5 separate regions of the Mus musculus genome follow, and regions 1, 2, 3 and 5 are each linked to region 4. A link is a contact called in public HiCAR-type, HiChIP or PLAC-seq, capture Hi-C and promoter capture Hi-C data. All regions are on one chromosome and are shown on one strand. Each heading gives the region's core, a stretch centred on a gene start, on an enhancer-like site or on the middle of the called end of the contact. The rest is flanking DNA. Distances are from core to core; before and after follow the strand shown. Region 1 holds the start of Fkbp15 (FK506 binding protein 15). Region 2 holds the start of Cdc26 (cell division cycle 26). Region 3 holds the start of Slc31a2 (solute carrier family 31, member 2). Region 4 holds the start of Inip (INTS3 and NABP interacting protein). Region 5 holds the start of Bspry (B-box and SPRY domain containing).

What was found. Promoter capture Hi-C pulls out the DNA fragments that hold promoters and counts their contacts. HiCAR-type assays count read pairs that join an accessible place to other places. HiChIP or PLAC-seq counts read pairs in DNA pulled down with a chosen protein or histone mark. Capture Hi-C pulls out chosen DNA fragments and counts their contacts.
Region 1: an H3K4me3 HiChIP or PLAC-seq map of stem cell-derived neural progenitor cells shows a contact between it and region 4, with 14 times the contacts expected there. The contact joins the promoter of Fkbp15 here to the promoter of Inip in region 4. A contact is called at or near these places in 2 of 39 promoter capture datasets (cranial neural crest and embryonic stem cells) and 2 of 115 datasets of contacts at active chromatin or transcription factors (astrocytes and stem cell-derived neural progenitor cells).
Region 2: a contact with region 4 is called in a HiCAR-type map of astrocytes, with 2.5 times the contacts expected there. The contact joins the promoter of Cdc26 here to the promoter of Inip in region 4. A contact is called at or near these places in 5 of 39 promoter capture datasets (cranial neural crest, embryonic stem cells, frontonasal cranial neural crest and 1 more) and 1 of 115 datasets of contacts at active chromatin or transcription factors (astrocytes).
Region 3: a contact with region 4 is called in a promoter capture Hi-C map of embryonic stem cells, with 5 times the contacts expected there. The contact joins the promoter of Slc31a2 here to the promoter of Inip in region 4. A contact is called at or near these places in 1 of 39 promoter capture datasets (embryonic stem cells) and 1 of 115 datasets of contacts at active chromatin or transcription factors (astrocytes).
Region 5: a contact with region 4 is called in a capture Hi-C map of embryonic stem cells, with 9 times the contacts expected there. The contact joins the promoter of Bspry here to the promoter of Inip in region 4. A contact is called at or near these places in 3 of 39 promoter capture datasets (embryonic stem cells, liver and stem cell-derived epiblast-like cells), 1 of 115 datasets of contacts at active chromatin or transcription factors (stem cell-derived neural progenitor cells) and 1 of 9 other capture datasets (embryonic stem cells).

Annotation. Positions count from the first base shown.
Region 1 is chr4:62,359,341-62,362,040 of GRCm38.p6, reverse strand. Fkbp15 (FK506 binding protein 15) reads left to right here and starts at 1,445. Exons shown (of 28, transcript NM_001045528.2): 1 at 1,445-1,671. The coding sequence starts at 1,619. Slc31a1 (solute carrier family 31, member 1) reads right to left here and starts at 1,340. Exons shown (of 5, transcript NM_175090.4): 1 at 1,198-1,340.
Region 2 is chr4:62,407,248-62,409,947 of GRCm38.p6, reverse strand. Cdc26 (cell division cycle 26) reads left to right here and starts at 1,323. Exons shown (of 4, transcript NM_139291.4): 1 at 1,323-1,396. Prpf4 (pre-mRNA processing factor 4) reads right to left here and starts at 1,165. Exons shown (of 14, transcript NM_027297.3): 1 at 1,047-1,165; 2 at 196-373. The coding sequence starts at 1,073.
Region 3 is chr4:62,285,144-62,287,843 of GRCm38.p6, reverse strand. Slc31a2 (solute carrier family 31, member 2) reads right to left here and starts at 1,415. Exons shown (of 4, transcript NM_025286.3): 1 at 1,270-1,415. The coding sequence starts at 1,275.
Region 4 is chr4:59,782,457-59,785,156 of GRCm38.p6, reverse strand. Inip (INTS3 and NABP interacting protein) reads left to right here and starts at 1,302. Exons shown (of 5, transcript NM_001013577.1): 1 at 1,302-1,429.
Region 5 is chr4:62,478,778-62,481,477 of GRCm38.p6, reverse strand. It overlaps Bspry (B-box and SPRY domain containing), which reads right to left and starts at 1,411. Exons shown (of 7, transcript NM_138653.1): 1 at 1,041-1,411. The coding sequence starts at 1,385.

The DNA of each region.
Region 1 (2,700 bases), core at 196-2,695, 2.6 Mb before region 4:
CAAGCAACCCAGACAGTTCACAGCCAGTACAGCATTTTTATCTTTCTGGAAGCTACCTATAAAAGACAAGAGCCACTGCTTGGCTCTTTGGGTCGCACGGGGGAAAAAAAAAACCGAGAGTAAATTAAGGAACAAGGGAACAAAGCTAAGTTATATTATTCAATCTAATAAAAAATTAATGAGAATCCACTGTGGGCAAGAAGACTTACAAGTTAGTAGTTCAAAAACTGTAATAAAAAGCCCCACAGGGGAAGTGCCAAGAGGTACAAAGTTCTCTGGGAGAGAGCTTCCAATCTCTTTAGTATCATCAGAAGAGACTAAAACATTCCGGAAAGGGACACTTACAGGATCAACCTGACTGGGAAGAAAACCAGAAAGAACTCCAATGAGAACTGTGGAAATGGACACTGGGACACACTATCTGCTTAGCCACAGCGTGGCTAAGCAAGATCGTTCAAAAAAAAAAAAAAAAAAACCCAAAAACAAAAACAAAACAGGCTAACCAAAGAAATATAGAAGAAAGACATGCAACAGAGTGGGCGAAAACTGGAGGCAGAAAAGTCAGCGACAACCAATGTTGACTTAAAACCTTGGCAACAAAACTCAGCTCAGCAAAACTGGATTGAGGACTTTCTACCTTCAAAGTCTCGTCCATCATCCACCCTCCCGAATATCCCAGCTCTTCTGGACCTCTCTTATCTGGACTTTAGAAACAGGGTCCTTTCCCAAGTCCTATGCCACACAGTCTAGTTAAGGGCCAGGCTTCCTCACTCATCAGCTCTCTAAACCCTGATACAAAGGACCAGGTCTGCTCTTCACTCTGTGTGACCTCGGACTAGTCACCCAAGTGGCTAGTTCTTCTGTCTTCTTGCCTGCAGATCAGTTTATTACGAAGAGACCCGGATCAGACTCGATGATTTCAGAGATTTAAAACCTTGAAAAAGCGCATATGGAGACACTGGACACGCGGTCCTTTGCGTAGATGGGGAAACTGAGGCACCGAGCACCCTGCCCTAAGGTCATAACAGCAATGTCGCTGTAAGATCCCTGCCACTGTTCGGCTCAGATCCCATGACTTCTAGTCCGGGGCTCTTTCTCCTTCCGCCCAGCTTAAGGGAGCTGCGGGGGGTCCAGGGTTCGGGAGGGAAAAGGACAGCGAACACGCCGGGTTTGGGAAAAGGAGGGGAGTGACCTTACCTTCACAGGGTAAGCCCCGCCGCCTTAGTCTTCCTCTCAGAACTGGATCCCCTAGTCCGGTACGGACTTCTACCAAGCCCCCGCCACTACTGCCCGGCTCGACGTGTCCCACGACCGCAGTAAAGGCCGCGGATTCCCGCCCTGGACCCGCCCCCTGGGTGATCCCACCAATCACCGCTCAGAACCTAGGAACTCCACCTCCTCGGAGGGCTGGTGAGGCCTTGCGTCACTGGGAGCTCACCTCCTCATTTGCCTTTGCTCCACCTCCTCCACCGCTGGGTCTCCTCTGGGCCTCACTACCCTGAGAGAGTTTGTCCTGCCGGAAAGCAGCTCGCCGCCACGGCGTTTTACGTTACCGGCGGTGACAGGCCCTGGGAACATCCAACTTCCTCCTCCCTTCAGCTGGGCGAAAGCCGACGTGATGTTCGGTGCCGGAGACGAGGATGACACCGACTTCCTCTCGCCAAGCGGCGGGTGAGTGATTGAGGAACGGGACCCGAGCGCTGGGCTGAGAGACTGGCGCGGTGGCTGCAGGGGTCGGGCTCTTCTCAGGCCGCTTCCCAACTTCCGGGTCTAGACAGACCCTCGGCGCGTTCCACCGCTCAGCCTTCGCATTCTGAGTAGCGGTGTCACCTCGGCCCGTCTGGGTTCAGGAACTGGAACCTCCCTTGACACCCTTTTGCTTTGTGAATCACACTTTCTCCAGTGAAATGGAGAGGATTGCTGGGGAGACTGCTTGCCTCGGAGTTTATATAGGAGTCAGCTCCTATAATAAATATACGAGCTGTAAACTCAAGAGACTTTCTCTTCCCCGAGAACAGGATGGTGACACTTTGAACCAGGACCTGGTGGGCCATCTCTGGCATCCTTCAAAGCCTACTTCAGAGGTTACCTTTTTGGTGATTCTTTGCTTTCACAGTCCCGGGAGGAATAGTCTGCTTCATCTTCCATATTTCCACAAGCCTTAGCACATGGAACCTACTGAAATCTAAGCCCTGACTGAACTGCTTATGGTTGCTCATTTCTGTCTAGGTCTCAGAACAGTAACTCCTGGTGCACATTGATTGCTCACGAAGTGCCTGCGAAATTATGCTTTTTAAGCCCTAAGGTGTAACGCCAATGGGAAAGACTATTCGTTTTCTTCTGCTTTCAAACATCATATATGCCATCTTGGGAGAGAAGTCTTTAACGGCAGGCTAGATCCACCCCACCCCCCCCCTTTAATAATTAGCTCAGTGTTTTCCCTTGCGTTGTCCTAGTGGACCTCATGTCTCCCTTCAGACTTGTTAACTGCAAAGCTCACATCTTTGCACAGCCCTTCTTTGAACGCCTGCTTTACAAGTTTTGTGCATAGTGATGAACCTACTTAAGAATGACTGACACATCATCCTACCAATAATGATTAGTCTCCTAGAATACTGGGCAGTCAATACAGGAGTGACCATAAGATGACTGGCTTTCTTTTGATTGTGTGTGTGTGTGTGAGAGAGAGATGTATGCATG
Region 2 (2,700 bases), core at 74-2,573, 2.6 Mb before region 4:
AGGAAGGAGGCAGGAGGAGTTTGAGGTCAAAGGTAAGAGACTGTGGGGGGTGGGGGGAGATGGAAATGTATGGCTCAGTGGCAGAACAGTTGCCTAGCATGCAAAAAAAAAAAAAAAAAAACCCGGGTTGGATTCCCAGCACTGTTTAAAAAAGGGTGTGTGTGTGGGGGTAATGACCTGCAATTTGCATCTTACCGGATGTTATATTAATATTTCCTGCTTCAATGCCGGCTTTGAGTCCTTCTTTTCCCAAAATCCCAGACTCTCCTTTGGCCAGGCGTTCCCGCTCTTTCTCTTCCAAGCTTCCATAGTAGATGTGTGGTTTCTTCACAACGGGAGCAACTAAATCGTCAGGCGCTTTGGTTTTGGTTGTCTGTTAAATCAAAGACCCGGACTAAGGTTTAGTTCCAGCAAACCATGCTTCCCAAAAGAATGAAGCTAACGCTGCACTTTCATCTTCTTTCCTCTCAAAACTAGAGGAGAAAGTCGAAACTGACTTTGTGCGAGTTAAGGCTCTTGTTAAGTTTGGCACACAAATACGACCAATCAATTTCTGCCTGAAGTGTCTTGGTTGTTTTGGGGCCCGTTACTTTAATCGACTGGAAAAGCAATCTCCGGTTTTACGAAAATAACTTCTCACTGCTGGGCAGACACTAAAAACAACCTAAACAATCAGGGTGGCTCTAGGTGCACCAAGTCACGATGTGACTGGAATACACATTTCAAATACTTTCAGAGCCGATTACAAGTTGGGAAGCCTCATCATAGTAAGTACGAGTCGGACAGCTTAAGTCAGGACACAACCCGATTCCAAAGCACCGTGTTTTGGAGCAGCCAGAAAGAGTGGTCTCTGCTCAGGACTTAAGTAAGAGCAGTGCAAAGAGAGCTGCAGCACACGAAGACATCAGGAAAAGGCTACTAAGGTCCACACTAGGGTCCCTCAGCTTTCCTCCTCCTCGGCCCAGACCCGTAAGGTAACGGCCCTTTCCCACGGGAACCCCCGGCCTCTCTAGGGCAGGCCTGAGCTTAGATCCAGAGCTCCGTACCGTGGAGGAGGCTCGTGAGGAGGCCATGCCGGGCGGCGGAGACGCGAGGCCCTAGCCAAATCCGCGTTCTACTTTTCAGACCGGGAACCGCGCGCCTAGCAAAGTGGAAGTGCGTCACTGGCCGGAAACGTATCAGAAACGTACTACGTGCGAAGTATCTTGGGAATGGTAGTTGCCAAAGGTCGGCTGGAGTCGAGGGGCGTGGCCTTACAGAGCTACACAACCTCGCGGGAGAAGAGGAGCATGGGAAGAGAGGCGCAGAGCAGCCTGGGAGGTGTAGTTTGGGCTGCGCAGCAATGGAGTCATGGTGGGAGTTGAGGTTCTGGGGAACTGCAGAGGCCTGAAAAGAGGTAGGTTTGCGGATCGCAACCATAATCTGGAACAAAACGAGGGTCTCTGTTATCCTTCGGGAGGCCTTCCGCCATTTCGAAGCTGAGGCCTGTGTTGCCATGGAAATCTCTCCCTAGACTTCTGCAGCCTTGGAGCTGGGAAAGAGGACTGTTGTCCACGACGGAAGTCCTTCGGGGGCCCCTCGTAACTCGGTGGCTACGTAATCAGTTTGGGCTTCAAGAAGATATTAAACTCTAAGACCTTCTAAGGCTAAAATAGAGATGTGGTGGAGGAGCTGCGGCCTAGTTTGTTGTGGGTTTACTTGTCTACAGCCTATTCTTTGTCTGTGTTCTTTGAAATAAAGGGTCCATGAAGGCTCCAGATAAAGAGCATATCAGCAGTAGTAGCTCCAATGAATGTTAGGCCATCAGAGATAAGGTTTTTTTTAAAAAAAAAATCCTTACATGAAAGTTGTGGGGGTTACAAAAATATGCGCGTTTGCCGAGCTGAACAGACTCACTTCCACACTCAAGGCCCTGCCCCGAACAACTCCAATTAGAAGAGCACTTCCTTTTCGAGGACTTACTAATGCCGAGTTACGCGCAACGAGCTTATTCTGTTTTAGTCATCTCAGTCACGGACAAGAGTACAAGCCCGAAAAAAACCAAAAAACATTCTGGTGAGAAAAGGTCGTTCTGGAGCCGTAGTAGTAGAATTAGTAACGTGGCAGGTCGCGAGCCGCCGAGCCGCGCTTTTAACTCGTACTCATTATTGCTCTCTAGTGGTGAGGCTTTCAGAAAGTTCCCTCGCAAGTAGGGAATTATTGTTGTTGTTGTTGTTTTTCTAAGTGTTTCTTCCTTTCCCCCTTGGAGCTGACTTCCATTTCTCTACGTAAGGATCTGGTAGAAAGTAGTATCTGATAGAATAAAGCAGTTTTGAAATGTCACGGGCCAGTGTTTTGATTAGATCACCCCTTGCTGTGCTAAGCCTCCTGAGAGAAGTGTAAATGTTTCCTATACATTGTAGTGTTTTGTTTCGTTCTGGATGCACGCAATAATAATTTCTATGAATGCACACTATAGCAAAACTTTCATGTAGATCACTATCATTTAGCTTTTTATTTTAGTGGTCTAAGTGTAACTTTGTTTTTTTTTTTTTTTTTAAATTATTTATTATATGTAAGTACACTAGCTGTCTTCAGACACTCCAGAAGAGGGCGCCAGATCTTGTTACGGATGGTTGTGAGCCACCATGTGGTTGCTGGGAATTGAACTCAGGACCTCTGGAAGAGCAGTCAATGCTCTTAACCACTGAGCCATCTCTC
Region 3 (2,700 bases), core at 166-2,665, 2.5 Mb before region 4:
AGGGGACAGAAGCAGGGAGGAGCAGGGAGGCCCAGTGATGTCCTGGAGACAATGCCACCTGTGGGAGGAGAGGCAGCTGCCTGGGAGAGTTGGGAAGCAGGAACAGGAGGCAGCTGTCAGGACAGACTGCAGGGTGTCCTCACTCATAAGGAATGATTCATTCCACTTCCTACCGAGTTCAAAACTCCTGTTCCCCCTGCCCTTCCTCACTTCTGTATTTTGGCTAAAGAAAAGGATTTGAAATCAGCACACCCAGACTTAGGAAAAGGGACCGCAGCTTTCAGTTGGCAGGTTCTGCGGTGAGGTATGCAAGGGCAGAACCCTATCGAGTTCCCACTGGAGATAAATCTGCCTCTATGGCAGTTTATCGAGGCTTTATGCAGGGCGGCACCTCACAGAGGAGGGACCGTAGCCAAGAAAAGAACCATTCTCAAGACTTGATTTTTTTTTTGTTTTTTGTTTTCCTTTTATTTGTGGTTAAATTTAAAGAAAAGTGCCTTCGTTTTTAACCAGACACCAGAAAAGGATGGAGGCCTGTGTGGTGCTGCTGACTGCCTGGAGACCTTTGTTAAGGGTTTCCCATCCATTTCCTGTACTAATGGATCTGCAGGAGGTGGGACGCCTCTCCACCAAACAGCCTGGCTAGACTTCCTGTCGTACATTCAGACACCTTTGTGACATGAAGAAACAGAGGATTTCCTCAGAGAGCAGAGTCTTGCAAGCTGTCATTCTCTGTCTAAGAGGAACCTCACCAGGAAAACACGTCTGTTGAAAGCCCTACTTTCGGATTCATAGGAAAGATTGGGAGGTGGGGGAGTAACTGGGTCCATGTTAAAGAAACAGTTCCAGGAACCTGCCCAGGACAGGCCGAGCCGGGGGTGGGGGTGGGGGTGGGGGTGGGCGGGGGGAGTGTACTCAGGGGCTGAACCCTGCGGGACCACCCTTGGAGGAAACCTTTCCGGAATGCCCTAAATCTGGTTAGAGCCCGGGAAGGGACCGCGGACAGCTGTCCTTGCTCTCCAACCCACCTGCAGCGTCCCAGCTGGGGCTGGCCTGGCTGTAGTGACTGACTCCTACCTAACAGAGAGGGACAAACTTCCAGAGCCACAGCTAGCTTTTCCTGCCGCGCTCCCCAGCCCTACTCCTGCTGTGACAGCGGCGATGACACATTCCCCCCCACCCCACCCCGGGGTCGAGAGCTGCGAGGATCTCCAGGGTACCGCCCAGCCCGTCCACCTTCGTCCCCTCCGCTGCACAGCGCAGACTCACCGGCATGGTGAGCACACTAGACGGCCGCCCGGGTCGCGTCTGTCCGCTCGCTGCTCGGGACTCAGCCCGGGACTCTACTCAGGACTCTACTTGGGACTCGACTAGGATTGCGGCTGCTACCGCGCCCTGGCCACGCGAGTCACGTGGCCCGGTGAGGTGGCGCGCGGGCGCCTGGGAGTTGTGGTCCTCACTCGCGCGCCACCTCACGGCCCAGGCCACGCCAACCGCGGGGGACCCACGCGCACAACCCCTGAGTTGTGCGACATCTCCGAAATCCCCAGCGGCCCAGGCAACCTGTAATTGACCTTGCCTTGGCAATTAGCATGAAAATGTTTATTACTTTTTGATCAGATATCTCGTTAAGCTTAACACATGTTGAGTGCAAAATTAAAAGGTTCATCCCAGGAACACAAAAACAACAAATTAGGAGTGCATTAAATCAACTACGCCCTAGACGCTCCCTGTCGCCACTTTATCTTCTACAATCTGATGAGCACACAGCAGTGCACAGTTGTAATTTTCTTTCTGTGTACATTCTCACAATGATTACGTTTCTATATTGCACAAGGTTTTCATCTTCCTTGTAGGTAATTTAAAAAATCTTAGTTTATTTGGGCTACATTAACAAACTATAATAGACTGCGGGCTTATAAACCATGGACATTTGTTTCTCACAGTCCCGAAGTCCAAGGTCGGGGCTCAGATTCCATTACACCCCAGGGCTGCTTTCGGCTTACGGACTGCTTTTTTCTCATTCTCCCTCACACGCACTAGGCTGTATTTGTTTTCTTACTAGGTTGATAAACTTTTTCTCTCGTTAGTATTTCCATTGCTTTTTTTTTTTTTTTTTTTTTTTTTTTTTTTTTTTTTGGTGTGTGTGTGTGTGTATTGTCTTTTCATCTCACTGATTTAATTTTATCAGGAATATATATCAAACTTTTAACATTAATTCTTTCCCTAACATCAAGAATCTTTCATATACGTTCTTAAACACACTTGGCAATCCTTTGCCAACCAATCTGCCCATATGTTCCCCTCAAAGAACTCTGACCAAGGGTTAGCTGAGACACTGAGACTGGAGTCGGACATCTCAGCTCAAATCCTGAGTTCTGGAGTATTAGCCATGAGGCCTCAGATAAACAGCTTTATACATCTAAGGCTCAGCTTCCTGATCAGATTTAAAAATAAATATATACTAGAGTCTATGTCACATAGGTGTTGAAAGACTTAGATGAAAACACAGGTTGAATTCTCAGCATTAAACCTGGCAGTGGAGCCTTGTGTGATAAATGGAAGCCATTGTCATGATTAACAGCAAATATTTCCACCCTGTGAGAGAGCCACCTGCAAAAGGTTAAGCTCAGGGTCACACAGAGTTTGGCCAAAGCTAAGGGGAGTTGTACAGCCTCAGAGAAAACATATCTGCAGGAC
Region 4 (2,700 bases), core at 53-2,552:
TCTTTGGTATTGAACTTACTGTTTCAGTCCTGGACTGTGCATTGTAAACATTAGCAAACATCAATTATTATTTTAGAAATAAGGTTTAAGTAGTCAATACTGACCTTAAACTTGCTATGTTCCTTGTTCAAGCTACATACCTTGGACAAAAGATCCTCTTCCCACTAAATTCCCAAGGCTGGATTAAGAAGTATACACTACCATGCCCAATTTTATGTGGTGTGAGGTATCAAATTCAGGGCCTCCTGTGTCCTAGACAAGGACTCTACCAATTTAGCTACATCTCCAACATCCCAAATATTAATTAAGAGCACAGGTGCAAGTTGTGGAGAGTGGTTGATAATCACAGAACAAATACACCTTAAAACATATTTATGTCTTTTGCATTTCTGTTTATTTGTTTGTTTGTTTGCAAATAGGGTTTCTCTGGGTAGCCCTGGCTGTCCTGGAACTCGCTTTGAAGGTTGGCCTTGAATTCATAGAGCTATGCCTGGCTCTGCCCCCCCCCCCCCCCCCCCACGCCACCACCGCCTGGCAAACGCTTTTACGTCTTAAGGTAAACGTCTGGATTTAGCGTGAGGCTATGCAGCATAGGGTAACTTCCAGTAGCATCTTGGTGTGGCGTTCACTCTTTTGTTTGTTTGCTTTTGAGTCGGGGGTTTCTCTGTGTAATCCTGACTGTCCTGGAGTTTGCTATGCAGACCTGGATGGCCTCAAACTTCGAGAGATCCGAGATCCGTCTCTGCCTCCAAGAGTGCTGGGATCAAAAGCATGCCTCACTGCTCTCAGCCGACACTTTCATTTTTAAAATTCAGATTATGCACACTAGTGAAAACTTGTACCTATTTAGTGCTCACCTTGTGTATAATTATTGACTCAGACGGTAAACAACAAAAATATTCCTGGGATGGTTGTTAAAACCTGAAAGTGTGCTCAACCTCCCTCTGAAGCTCTACTGAAGTGGATTAACATCAGGGTTAAATAAATCCTGACAGACAGACAGACAGACAGACAGACAGACAGACAGACAGACAGCTAATCTCCTGCAAACCTGAAGGGGAAAAAAAAAGAATCAATTTAGGTGCTAGGGACCCTGCTCTATTCCTGCCAATCAGCGTTTGGCTCCGCCCCCAATTGTACGGCCTGCATCTCCCGTGAGCCTCTTCGACTGTCATTCTTCGGAAGGGAAACCCTTTCCGGCCGAAGAAACGCTTAAACTACGAATCACTTGGGGTAGCGTCCGTTGCGTCCAGTCGATAGGCGGGACTTCCGCTTCCAGGGGGCCCGTCAGTCAGGAGGCGGAAGTTGGTGCCGGCGGGAAGGTTGTAGCGCGGTGCATTGCTGCACTCTCGCCGGGTTCTGCGTGGGCGCGCCCCCCTGCACGGCTGCGACCGGACAGCGAGCTTTCTCCAGGCTCCTCGCATTCCGGGTAAGTAAAAAGGACTGGTGACGCCAAGAGAAGGGTGGCCCGAACGCTGGCCACGGGGCAGCGGCCTCGCGCGGCATAGTGTGCGAGGGTTTCTCACTTCCCGTTGGGTTTCGCCCACCCCGCGCGCGGGCGGGGACTCCTGGGTCACCCTGACCCTTTCTCAGGGTGGCCTTGATAGCCTTCGGTACGAGCTCGGCTTCGCCCATGCCGTGCTCCAGCCCCAGCCGTGGGAGACGCGAGTCCTTTCCACCCGGCATCTGCTTAGAGCTCGTGTCTTCGCTCAACAATAGTTCTCTACTTCCGCAATCCCGTTCGCGCCTTGTTTTGTTTTGAGTCAGGGTCGGGCTGTGTAGCCCTGGTTGGCCGGGTACTCGGGGTTCTTCTGCCTCATCTTCCAGAGGGCTGGAATTACCGCTATGCGCGGTCACGTTTTTAAAGAGCACATTTGTTAAATTAGTTTTCCTTCCCCCGCCCCCTCCATCCCCAATCCCGTGTGATTACTTGAATGAAACTCAAGGGTCGAGGAGTTTGTCTTGTGATTCCGGCGTGGCCAAATGCAAAACTTTTATTTCTAAACTTAGAGATGAGCAGGCTTGGGGTTGGAGAGGTGGCTCAGCCGGTAAGAGCACTTGCCCAAGCATTAGGGTCTGTGTTGGAATCTCCCGGCATCCATGGCCGAAGACAGACACCTGCACCCCAGAGCTGAGGGAAGGCAGAGACGGAGGATCGGTGAGGGTGGCAGCCTAGCTCCGGGCTCAGTGAGAGACCCTGTTTTCAAGGGAAGAAGGTAGAGAGTGATAGCACAAGGCATCTGATGCCTTTTCCTGCCCTGCTCACACATGCACCACACACACAAAGGAACCAGGAGTCCAGGTTTCCTTACTAGTTTTGTGACTGTTGGCCTCCACGTACATAAAAATGCTCATTAAAAAACATTTTTGGGGACACATCTTACACAATATATGGCGCAGAGTAGATACTTGTTAGGTTGGTTGGTTCTTTCTTTCCTTCTTTCTTTCACCAGCACAGCAAATGCTGGAATTTGTTTTTTAAATGAACGGAGAGTGCTTTTTATAGAATTTTATTTTTCTTCCTAGCACTGATTATGTGGATACTTTACAAAAGGTTGATATATTTGGTAAATACATCTTGATGATGTAAATTAAAAGTTATGCTAAATGTTGGTATTAACAACTTAAGTCCTAGAAAAAAAAAATGTTCATTTAATGAAGTGCATGAGGAATTTGCAGAGCTAAATTTCTGATTTAAGT
Region 5 (2,700 bases), core at 162-2,661, 2.7 Mb before region 4:
TCTCACCACTCATACAGGCATGAAGGCTACTTTCAAGGTTTTCCATGAGGTCACTTCCTCTTCATAACCACTGAGATCAAAAAGTGGTTTCCTCTTGCCCGGTCAATGAATCTCCCCCTCTTAAACCCTGACTATTAAGAGTTACCATCCTCCTGTGGGCCCTTTTCCTCGTCTGAAAAACCTTAGTTAGAACCCACGCTTCAGCCTGGATGGAACTCGATGATAAGTATCTAAGTCCTTAGGAATTTGTAAAAGCCTTACCCATGATGCAAGCTGATTTATATCAACTTTTCTCAAGTCTATTTTCACCATCCCTGAGTAACTGAACTCCACCGGCCCCAGTTTCCAGGGAGGTGTGTTTATTACAATCTGGTTTGAGTAGGTGATGTCCCCAGCGACAGCTCTCAGTGCACAGCAGGGCTCGGTGCCAGGGTGGGGTTGGGAGAATTAAGCCATTTAATCAAATTGCAAGGAGTTCCCCAGGGGCCTCAGCTAAAATGAAAGGAAGACGACGGCTGCACCAAGGTGACTTGGCCTCCAATCTCAGCAGCTCAGGGAAAAGGATCAGGGTGTAACTGGAAAATGACCAGCCTAGAGCCACACTGAACCAAGAGATGAGGAGACCTTAGGAGATAGAGTGCCCTGCTATTCTTCCACCCTATCCATCACTTCAATTACAGTCTGGCCAGGTTGGAAGGGAACTGGATCCCTCACCAGGAAACCTGAAAGGGGGGAGAGGGTGACTCTAAGTCAAGAGGTTAGGGGGGGACTAAGTTTTTACGAGGTCAGCTATAACAATCACGTGGTGTTATGAATGCCTAGAAACTACTGGTGAGAGACACCAAGCTTGGATCAGTGACTCACAGGGAGGGGGCAGGATTCAAACTCCGATCCAGTTTACTCCAGAGGTCACACCTTTAACCACCTCCTTCTGCAAGGGAAGCCACAGAAAAGCCACTATCCCCCACCCACCCACCCCGGTCCCTGGTCCCTGCCAGTTCCCCCGCCCCAAGAAAGTTCCCGGCCCCACGCCCGCTTACTCTCAGCTCCTCCGCGTGCTCCTCCGCTCGACGGATGCGGTGCCGGTGACAGCGGCCGCCAAACCCGGCGCAGGTGGCGCATACCGGCCGTCGCTCCGAGAGGCAGAACCAGCTCAGAGGCTCGAAGTGCTCGGGGCACAACTGGCTCCGCTCGGACCCCTGCTTCGGTCCCCTCCTCAGTCCGGATCGCGGCCCCGGCTCCGGCCCGGACTCGGGTCTGGGCTCCGGTCCCGGTCCCGGCTTCGGCCGGGACTCCGGTCGGGACTCCGGTCCGGGCTCCGGTCCCGGCTCCGGCTCCGGCCCGGACTCGGACCCGGACTCCGTCCCGGAGACATCCGCGGACATGGCCGAGAGCCGGAGGCCGCGCGCTCCACCTGTCGCAGGTACCGAGGGCGTGGCCCTTCCAGGCCCCGCCCTCTCTGGCTTCGCCCCTCCCAGGCTGCGCCCGCGCGCTGACCCACACCACACTGGTTCCGCCTGCATCTGTAGGCTGTGGTTCTTTATAGGATTAAGTTGTGTTGTGTCAGAGTTTTAAAAACAAACAGCTGGGAGCTGGAGAGATGGCTCAGCGGTTAAGAGCGCCGACTGCTCTTCCGGAGGTCCCGAGTTCAAATCCCAGCAACCACATGGTGGCGCACAACCACCCGTAACGAAATCTGATGCCCTCTTCTGGTGTGTCTGAAGATAGCTACAGTGTATTTACATACATTAAATAAATGGATAAATCTTAAAAAGAAAAGAAATACCTCAAGATACGTGATGTGTTTGATTTAAAAAAAACAAAAAACAAAAAAAAAAACAACTGACATTCTAGTGCCTATACGAATCTTTAGTAAGCAGTTACGAAGTGTCAGATTTTTTGCTAAATGCATTAACAGCGTGTTTGAGGGGCAGCTTTAGGCATGTGTCTTAAATACAGGCTCATTTCTCAGCTGTGCTTGACTGTTAAAGGGGGTTGAGGCGATCTCACTCTCATACTTGGGTTGAGGAGTATATAAATGAAAGCACATGAAATGAGTCAGTTATGGTGACACAAATCTGTAATCCCAACACTTGGGAGATAGAAGTGGGAAGATCAGGAGTTCAAGGTCATCCTCAAACATATAAGGTTCGAGGCCAGCTGGGTTACGTAAGACTTTGTCTCAAAGACACATTAAAAAAACAAAACAAACAAATAAAACAAACAAACAAACAAACAAAACACAAAAAACCAAGCTGTGAGTGGTGGCATGTGCCTTTAATCCAAGCACTCAAGAGCCAGTAGCTGGGCTGGAGAGATGGCTCAGCGGTTAAGAGCACTGACTGCTCTTCCGAAGGTCCCAAGTTCAAATCCTAGCAACTACATGGTGGCTCACAACCATCTGTAATGAGATCTGACACCCTCGTCTGGTGTGTCTGAAGACAGCTACAGTGAACTTACATATAATAAATAAGTCTTTAAAAAAAAAAAGAGGCAGAAGCTGATGGATTTCTGTGAGTTAGAGGCAGCCTGGTTTTACATAGCGAGTTCCAGGCCACCAGGACAGCCAGAGCTACAGAGGGAGATAGTCTTAAAACAAAACAAAGCAAAAAAGAAAAGTTATGAACAGTGTCAGGCACACAGCAGCTGCTCAGTGCTAACAGCAAAAGGAAAAACACTTATGACAATTTTTATCACATT